2 separate regions of the Mus musculus genome follow, and region 1 is linked to region 2. The links are chromatin contacts, called in public promoter capture Hi-C maps. All regions are on one chromosome and are shown on one strand. Each heading gives the region's core, a stretch centred on a gene start, on an enhancer-like site or on the middle of the called end of the contact. The rest is flanking DNA. Distances are from core to core; before and after follow the strand shown.

What was found. Promoter capture Hi-C pulls out the DNA fragments that hold promoters and counts their contacts.
Region 1: a promoter capture Hi-C map of pre-B cells shows a contact between it and region 2. The contact joins the promoter of Acp2 here to the promoter of Nup160 in region 2. A contact is called at or near these places in 3 of 39 promoter capture datasets (erythroid cells, neutrophils and pre-B cells) and 1 of 9 other capture datasets (liver).

What each region holds. Positions count from the first base shown.
Region 1 is chr2:91,200,447-91,204,485 of GRCm38.p6, reverse strand. Acp2 (acid phosphatase 2, lysosomal) reads right to left here and starts at 1,574. Exons shown (of 11, transcript NM_007387.2): 1 at 1,438-1,574; 2 at 790-885; 3 at 160-246. The coding sequence starts at 1,551. It also overlaps a transcript of Nr1h3 not described here.
Region 2 is chr2:90,675,146-90,679,035 of GRCm38.p6, reverse strand. It overlaps Nup160 (nucleoporin 160), which reads right to left and starts at 1,821. Exons shown (of 37, transcript NM_021512.2): 1 at 1,566-1,821; 2 at 1-22.

The sequences.
Region 1 (4,039 bases), core at 325-2,824, 530 kb before region 2:
GACTCCAGAGCCGTATTCTAGACAGCTCTTAGATGTCTTGTCCAGGGACCAAAAGTTCAAGAGGGAACCTTGACTGCCCAGGCTCATCCTTAGATTCTCTGCAGTCAGAATATAATCCAAAGATCCCAGTCCTTTTGCCAATCAAACTCCCAACCTTACCTCTTGCCTGTGGTAAGAGGTGTTCAGAAAGCCATGGTAGCGTTGCCGCAGGGCCTGGCCCAGCTCCCAGTGCTGTAGCATCCCTTCCTGTGGGCAAACCTGAGAGTTAAAGTCCAAAGAGGAGCTGGGCATGGTGGCCTTTAATCCCAGCAGTCACTCTCTGAGTTCAAGGCCAGCCTGGTCTACAAAGTGAGTCCAGAACAGCCAGGGCTCTGTTACACAAGGAAACCCTGTCTTAAACCTCCCCCAAATCCCCAACCCCTGGGGAAAAAAAAAAAAAAAGTCCAAAGAGAGGGGATTAGCCACAAGTCCTATGTATGGCATTTAGGCATTCTTCCCTTGGCAAGAGGTGAATTTGATTCCAGAAGTGGCCAGTTGTAATGATACTGTCCCCTGCACAGAGTTGTTAAGAAATCTGGTCATAGCCAGAGATGTAGCTCACTGTGCTTAGCATAGACAAGGTTCTGGGTTTAATTTCCAAAACCACAAAAACAAAACAACAAAATAGACATCTGGTCCATCAGAACCCATGTGGGAAGCTAGTAGTTTAAGGAGCCCCAGTTTCTGTGCTCCAGATGTGATTCATTCCGTAGCATATCCCGAGACCTTGCAGGTTGGCTTTTGACCCACCTTGGTTAGCTGACCAAATCCCTGGGGCCATTTCTCTTCCTGATAGGGGTCCTTGGGATATGTCTTCACTGGTGACCGATCTCCATGTCGATACAGCTGAGCAAAGAAAATGGTGTGTCTATAGAATCAGAAGGGTCTTCTAGTTAAGGACAGGACCCACCTCTGCACATGCCAGGAAAGGAAATTTCACTCCATCTTTCTCTACTGAGCGATGAAAAAAGACCCCAGTTCGGGCGATGCAATGTAACCTGAGATAATAGGTAAAGCCCCAAAGCACAGGTAGAAGAGTAGTGAAAGCAACGCCTTCTGGGGGAGGAAGTGGGCAATGGGACTGGGAAAACAAAGATCAAAGTCGTCTTTATGGGTGACTTTCAACCTTTTAACTAAATTCCCATCCTAGGGAAGAATATCTCCTACTCGGTCGTCCTGCCCTAAAAAAAAAAAAAAAAAAAATAGCCTAGGGCTCCAAATCAATTCTTAATCCAGCCGCACAACCCACTATGGGCCAGCGGTTTCCTAAACCGGTTCTTTCTCCTCCTTGAGAAGTGAGACCCCGGCCCCAGAACACAAGCTCTGCCCCTCCCTCTACCAGCCGGCCTTTGCCCTTTCAGCTTTGGCGAACCCGTTGGTGACTCCGTCACCCATTACCAAGGTAACAAAGCGTAGACTCCGGGCCTGTATGGGTGGCATCACCGTTAGGCACATGCCAAGAAGGAACTGGAGAAGAGCCGCCTGGCTCCAACCAGTCTGTCTGCCGGCCATCACTGTTGTAGGCTGTGTAGCAAGAGGCCGGAACGCCTTGGGCGGTACCTGCTGCAGCCGCCCGGATGCATTCGTAAGGACACTTGCCGGAAGTGCAGCCTTCGCCATCTTTCTTTGGGTTGCGGGAGACCGGGAATGAGAAAGTCTGGTGGGAGAAGGCGGAATTTGGGAGGGAATGCAAATGGAGAAGGTTTGCGATTGGCGGTGATGAACGAGGGTGGGACTGTTGCGCGACCTTCCGGGCAGAAAAGGCTTAAACACCTCGCTTTTGTAGAGGCGCTAGGTCAGGCTTACCCCTTCTTCTACAAAGCTGGTGCTTGCCCTGGTTGGGGTCTGGGCCTGGAGAGCGAGTGCCTGCTTTGAGGAATGCTTCTGAAAATGATCCCAGAGCCTCGGCTGGTGCAAAACTGGGGCAAGGTGTGGGGAAGTACAGAGCCTAACTTTCTGCTCTTGGGTGTGTAGTTTAGTGTAAGCCTTGGCTTAGACACTGTTCCGATAAGCGGGCTTGTTTGAGATGTAGGGTACTGCATGTAACCAGCCCTTTGGACTCCCTGTGTCCTTGAGGTAGATCCAGTCTAGTCTGCCATTCATGTCCTGAACAAACCTTCGTACTCCCCAGTTTTTTTCAGCTCTTTTCTTGTGCTTACCGATTTCTAAATTAAATTAGACTCAAACGTCATGTTTGAGGAGGAGTTGGATTGCATAGGATGTTCCGATTTCCCAAACCCACTACATTGAATTCTTATGGGAGGAATCTCAGAAAACTACATCAGTTTTGATGCAGGCATATAACTGGAATTGCCACAGAATCAGAGTTCCTCCAGACATTAGCCTTTAGGATTTGGAGGCAGGCAGCCAGTTGGGTGTCTGGATGTTGTGATTCCAAACCTTAGAGTGACACACAGTTGCAGATGAGATCTTGGGCCCTTGATATGCTTTAATGCAAATCTGATCAGAATTGATACTGTCCCAGGACTCCAAATAAAATTATGTACCTTACTGCCTAAACTTTACTTTCGATGTCACCTTGAGAAAGACTTGGGGAGAATAAGAAGGCTTCAAAACTAAATAGTTTTAAACTTAAAAACAAACAAATCTATGTGGTGCATGCCTTTACTTCCAGCACTTGGAGAGGGGGGTAGATGTCTGAGTTGTATGTAGGCCAGCCTGGTCTATAGAGCAAGTTCCAGGACAGCCAGCGATACATGGAGAAATACTGTCTGGAAAAAACAATGATGAAACAAAATATTTTCTATGTATGGGTGTTTTGCTTGCATGTATATCTGTGAACCATGTATATACAGTGTCCTTGGAGGCAAAAAGGCAGCATAGGATCCCCTGTAGACTTTAAGCAGCTGTGTGGGTGCTGGGAATAGAACCTGAGCCCTCCTCTGAAGGAGTTGCCAATACTTCTAGCTGCTTAGCCTGCAGCCTCAGTTCTTTTTTTTTTTTTCTTTCTTTTAGATTTACTTATTATTATAAGTACACTGTAGCTGTCTTCAGACACACCAGAAGAGGGCGTCAGATCTCATTATGGGTGGTTGTGAGCCACCATGTGATTGCTGGGATTTGAACTCAAGACCTTCGGAAGAGCAGTCAGTGCTCTTACCCACTGAGCCATTTCACCAGCCCCTCAGCCTCAGTTCTTAATTTTCTTTTCTCTTTTCTCTCTTATTATTTTGATTTTTGAGACAGGGTTGCTCTGTGTAGCTCTGGCTGTCTTGGAACTCTGTGGACCAGGCTGGGTGTTGGGATTAAAGGCATGCACCACCTTGCCTGGCTATTTCTTAACTGTTTAAATCACAGGTTTCCTATAAATCACATGAAAAATTAGCCCTCTCTCCAAAAAAAATGTGTCTACACATGAACACAGAATATAGTTTTGCATATAATGTCAAGTGATTCACAAAGATCCTCCATCAACTTATAAGGTTAGGAAACCAACCCAGAGAAAAGTAGTTTGCCTAAGCGTATACAGTTTAGAGAGTGGATTGAAATTCATTTGCTTATTTTTGTTGTTGTTTGTCTTTTGAAACAGGGTCTTATATAGCCCAGGCTGGCCTCCCACTTCTGATCCTCTTATTACCACGTGCTGAGCTCTGGAATTACAAGTGCGTTCTGCCCAACTCAGCAGTTTTCTTCTCAACCTCCCTCTCTTCTTTCAGACAGGATTAGGGTTTTGCTGTGTAGCCAAGGCTAGCTTTGAACTTATTACTGCCTCACTTCTGAAATGTACAAAGTATATATTACCACACCTAGTTTGAAATTGAAATTTTCTGATTTTGGGTTAATATATAATCTGTTGTTTATTTTTTTTAAATATCTATTTATTTGTGCGTGGCATGTATAGAGGTCAGACAGCAACTCTCAGTGGTCCATGCTCTCCTTCCACAATGTGGGTCCCAAAGTTTAAACTCAGGTGGTCCAGCATGATAGATAGCACATGCCCTTACCTGCTGAGCCATCTCACCAGCCCCACATCCCAACC
Region 2 (3,890 bases), core at 572-3,071:
CGTGTAAGTTGTTATCCAGCCTCTTCATCGTTCAGCGAAACAAGGAGGAAAAGTAAAAGGAAGGAGGGATTCTTTGTGTTGGCATTTTTGCGAAACTTTTTCTTTACACACCCGCATACACATGTATGTGTTGAGATGTCAGCTCAGGTTGGCCTCGAACTCTGATCCTCCCGCCCCAGCCTCCGGAGTACTAGGATTACAGACACTTGCCACTCTGAGCGACACGGGTCGGATGCGTTGAATTAAATATTAATGCCCCAACCTTCTTGAAGTTATCGAAAATACAGTACAGTTTGCAAACGTGCAAGGAATTGTTTGTGAATTTCTTTCTGGGATCGGTCAGTATTCTCTGGAGGTTGAAGATTGATCATTCAGAGCCAGTTTGGGGCTACATAGTGAGACTTTGTAAATGAATGAGTAAATAAATTAAACTACAACTTCAGGCTTACAGCTGAACATGTTCGTTGGCAACTCCATCAGAATCACAACATTGCGAAGTTCCATAATTCTGCCCCAGCAATTGCATTTCCCTTGACCATTTATTGCCTTAATGACTATTTCGTGATTGTCACTGCCCACACCTCTCTTCAGATGCACCAGAAGAGGGCGCTAGATTTCATTACGGATGGTTGTGAGCCACCATGTGGTTGCTGGGATTTGAACTCAGGACCTTGGGAAGAGCAGTCGGTGCTCTTAACCGCTGAGCCATGTCTCCAGCCCTCACCCCCACTCATTCTTAGCTTACTCTGAAGTCGGCCGAGTGGGCATAGTGGCACACTGACAGCAGCTTTTGGAAGCAAGTAGATCAGGAGTTCAAGATTATCCTCCAATTTATGTCAAGATCAAGGCCAGCCTGAGGCTGCCTAAAACCCTGGCTCAAATCAAACAAAAAGCAGCTTTTAATCCCAGCACTCAGGAGGCAGAGGTAGGTGGGTTTCTGTGAGTTAAAGGCCAGCCTGCATTACAGAGTGAGTTCCAGGACAACCAGGGCAACAGAAACTGTCTTGACGTCCCCATTCCTCACAAAAGAAGACAACTTGCCCTGCAACCATATTTTCCTACCAGCAATTATAGCCTTATGCTTCTGTTTCTGTACATTGAACTGTGTCTGAACTTATAGAGAGACACCCTCCCTACCTTGACCTTCGGTCTATTCCTCATTTTAGCATCTTTAATTTTTCCATTTTTACTAAATTACTCCTCTAAATCTCACTAAGATAAAGTCTCCCCTAGAGCCCTGCTAACCCCTGTCCTTCTGTACTTGGCAAAAAGGGAGTTATGTCTGCACTCAGTGGATGCATCTCAGTGGATCAAGATGAAGCCTAAGGTCCTGGTCCCTTGCTTCCATCTAGGTCCATCCTGGTCAATTTCAGTTCAGTTTTCTCTGCCTAATCCTGCTTTCTTCACTCCCCTAGCAATGCTGTTCTGTGAGCACACTGTGTGCTCCTTCCTGTGTGTAAATCTCTGCTTCAGAGACTTTTTTTTTGAGAGGGAAGCTCACACACACACACACACACACACACACACACACACACAATTTAAAAAATATTTTTTTAAAAGATTACCTGTTGTGCGGCTTGGTGGCACACATCTTGAACCCCAGCACACAGGAGGCAAATGCAGGTAGATCTCTGAATTTAAGGCCAGCCTGGTCTAGGTGAATGAGATATGTTTTGGGGAACTTGTTGTTAGTGTCATTTCCCCCACATATTCAAAATCTCTATCAAGGCAGAAAGAATGCAAGATGAACGGGAAGGTGTGCTGTAACGACACTGCCTCCTGGACACAGCATGGTGGCTGCTCTCGTGAGATCATAACTGTGGTTACCTACACAAAAGACAGGGCCTGTCAACATTCCGTGGTGGGGGTTGGACTTTGAGGCCCCATCGCTCCCCGAGGAGCCGTAGGTAAAGTCAGTGGCTGCTGTGAGGGAGGAGTAATTTTCTCCAGTGGTGTATTTGCTGGTTAGTTGCCGGTGCTCCTATAAATAAGACTCCCTCCCATGCTCATTCAAGCAACTCTAATTAAACCCAGTGGGTCACAGATAGAAAAGACATGAAAGTGGAAGAGGAACTAGTTGGGAAGAAGGGCAAAGGAGGGTGATGGGGGGTCCATGATGAAGCTGGGAATAGTGGCCCACACCTGTCATCCTGGGTGCTTGGAGGGTGGAGGCATTCTAGGCTAGTCTCAGCAACATAGTAAGTGTGAGGCCTGCCTAGGTTACATCAAACCCTGTCTCACAGACGTAGGCAGAAGATTTTATTAGAGTGTGTGTTTGCTTTTTTATTAATGTTATTATTCATTTTACAAATGATGGACATCATATGACATTTTCATACATGTACTTTAGCCTACTTTGTTCACATTCACCTGTTAGCAAATCTTGTCCTCCCTTTCCCTCTTACTGTTCCCCTTCCTCTTCCCAAATAATAGTCCTCCCCTCCCCTTTTATGTCATGTATACATATATTTAAATCTAGATTTTGCATTTTTGTGCCTTCCTTTATTAATAATAATGATGATCCCCAACGTAACCATTTTCATTCAAACGATATGATTTTCTTCTTGTTTATGGCTGAATAGAACTTGAGATGTGATGTTTTCCAAGCTTCAAGCTGTCTTTGACCTTTGGTTCATGTTACAGTAAATTCAAGGTGAATTGCAGTAAGTTAACAGTAACACTTTACATTGCCCGAACTTAGTGACTTTTTTTGGGTGGTAATTCGATGGAAATTATTGAATTATTCAGTGGAATAATTTCTTTCAGTGGAAATTAGTGTTATTTTTCAGTGAGCACTTTCAATGTAATTACTTTATTTCGGGGGTTCCAGGAATGTGGTTTCCTGTCATTTGGCCAGTGACTTTCAAAAGTGATAATAGCAATGACTTGAGATCTAGCCACAGTGCAAAGGGCTTATTATTTTTTTCTATTTCTCTAGATTTTTAAATATTGGTTTTTATCTTCATGCTGTTCTATTAATCATAGTAAGTAGCTTTCCAGTTCCTGGAAGCATATTGGTTTGTCCCACACTTATTTTTTCAGTCTTGATTGCATGTTGGGCACTGGGTTATAATGATCCCCCAAAATAGGCTAAGCAGCCAGATACCTTGTCTTTCTTGTGTTTCGAGACAGGGTTTCTCTGTGTAGCCCTGGCTGTTCTGTAACTCCCTCAGTAGACCAGGCTGGCCTCGAACTCAGAAATCCACCTGCCTGCTGCCTCCCGAGTGCTGGATTAAAGGTGTTTCTCCACCACCCAACTAAAATATCTTTAAACACTACAAAAATTTCAAGTTTTCTGCTTTTGAGTTTCTCTCAGTTTAGTGGGGGTTGCAAAGGGGAAGTAGAGATAATGGTAAGGTATGGTAATTATTATACAAGATAGTTACAGTAAAGATATGGCTGAAATATCACAGGACAACCAGGCAAGCAGTGTCTGAGATGCCTGTGTCATGGTCTAAAGATGTTTCCTTTCTTCCTGAATAGTTTGCATTAATGTTAACTGTCTTTCCTTACAGCTCAGTGCTGAAAGACCTGAATACATTCTTTGTTTTCTTGTTTCTTTATTTGCCAAGGTCTCAGTATGCAGCCCGAGCTTCCCTGAAACTCACTCTGTAGAGCAGTCTGGCCTCGAACTCAGAGCTTTACCTGTCTGTGCTTCCCAAGGATCAGGATTAAAGGCGTGAGCCACCATGCCCTGCTATAGATTCCCATTGTAGGTTTTACATATGAATATGAAATGGCTCTGCAGGTAAAATGCCTACTATGTAGGCCTGATGACCCATGTTCATACCTCAGAATCCGTGTAAAGGTTAAAAAAAGAGAATTGACTCTTACAAATTGTCCTCTGACCTCCACATGTGAGCTGTGGCATAATAATTTATAATTAATAT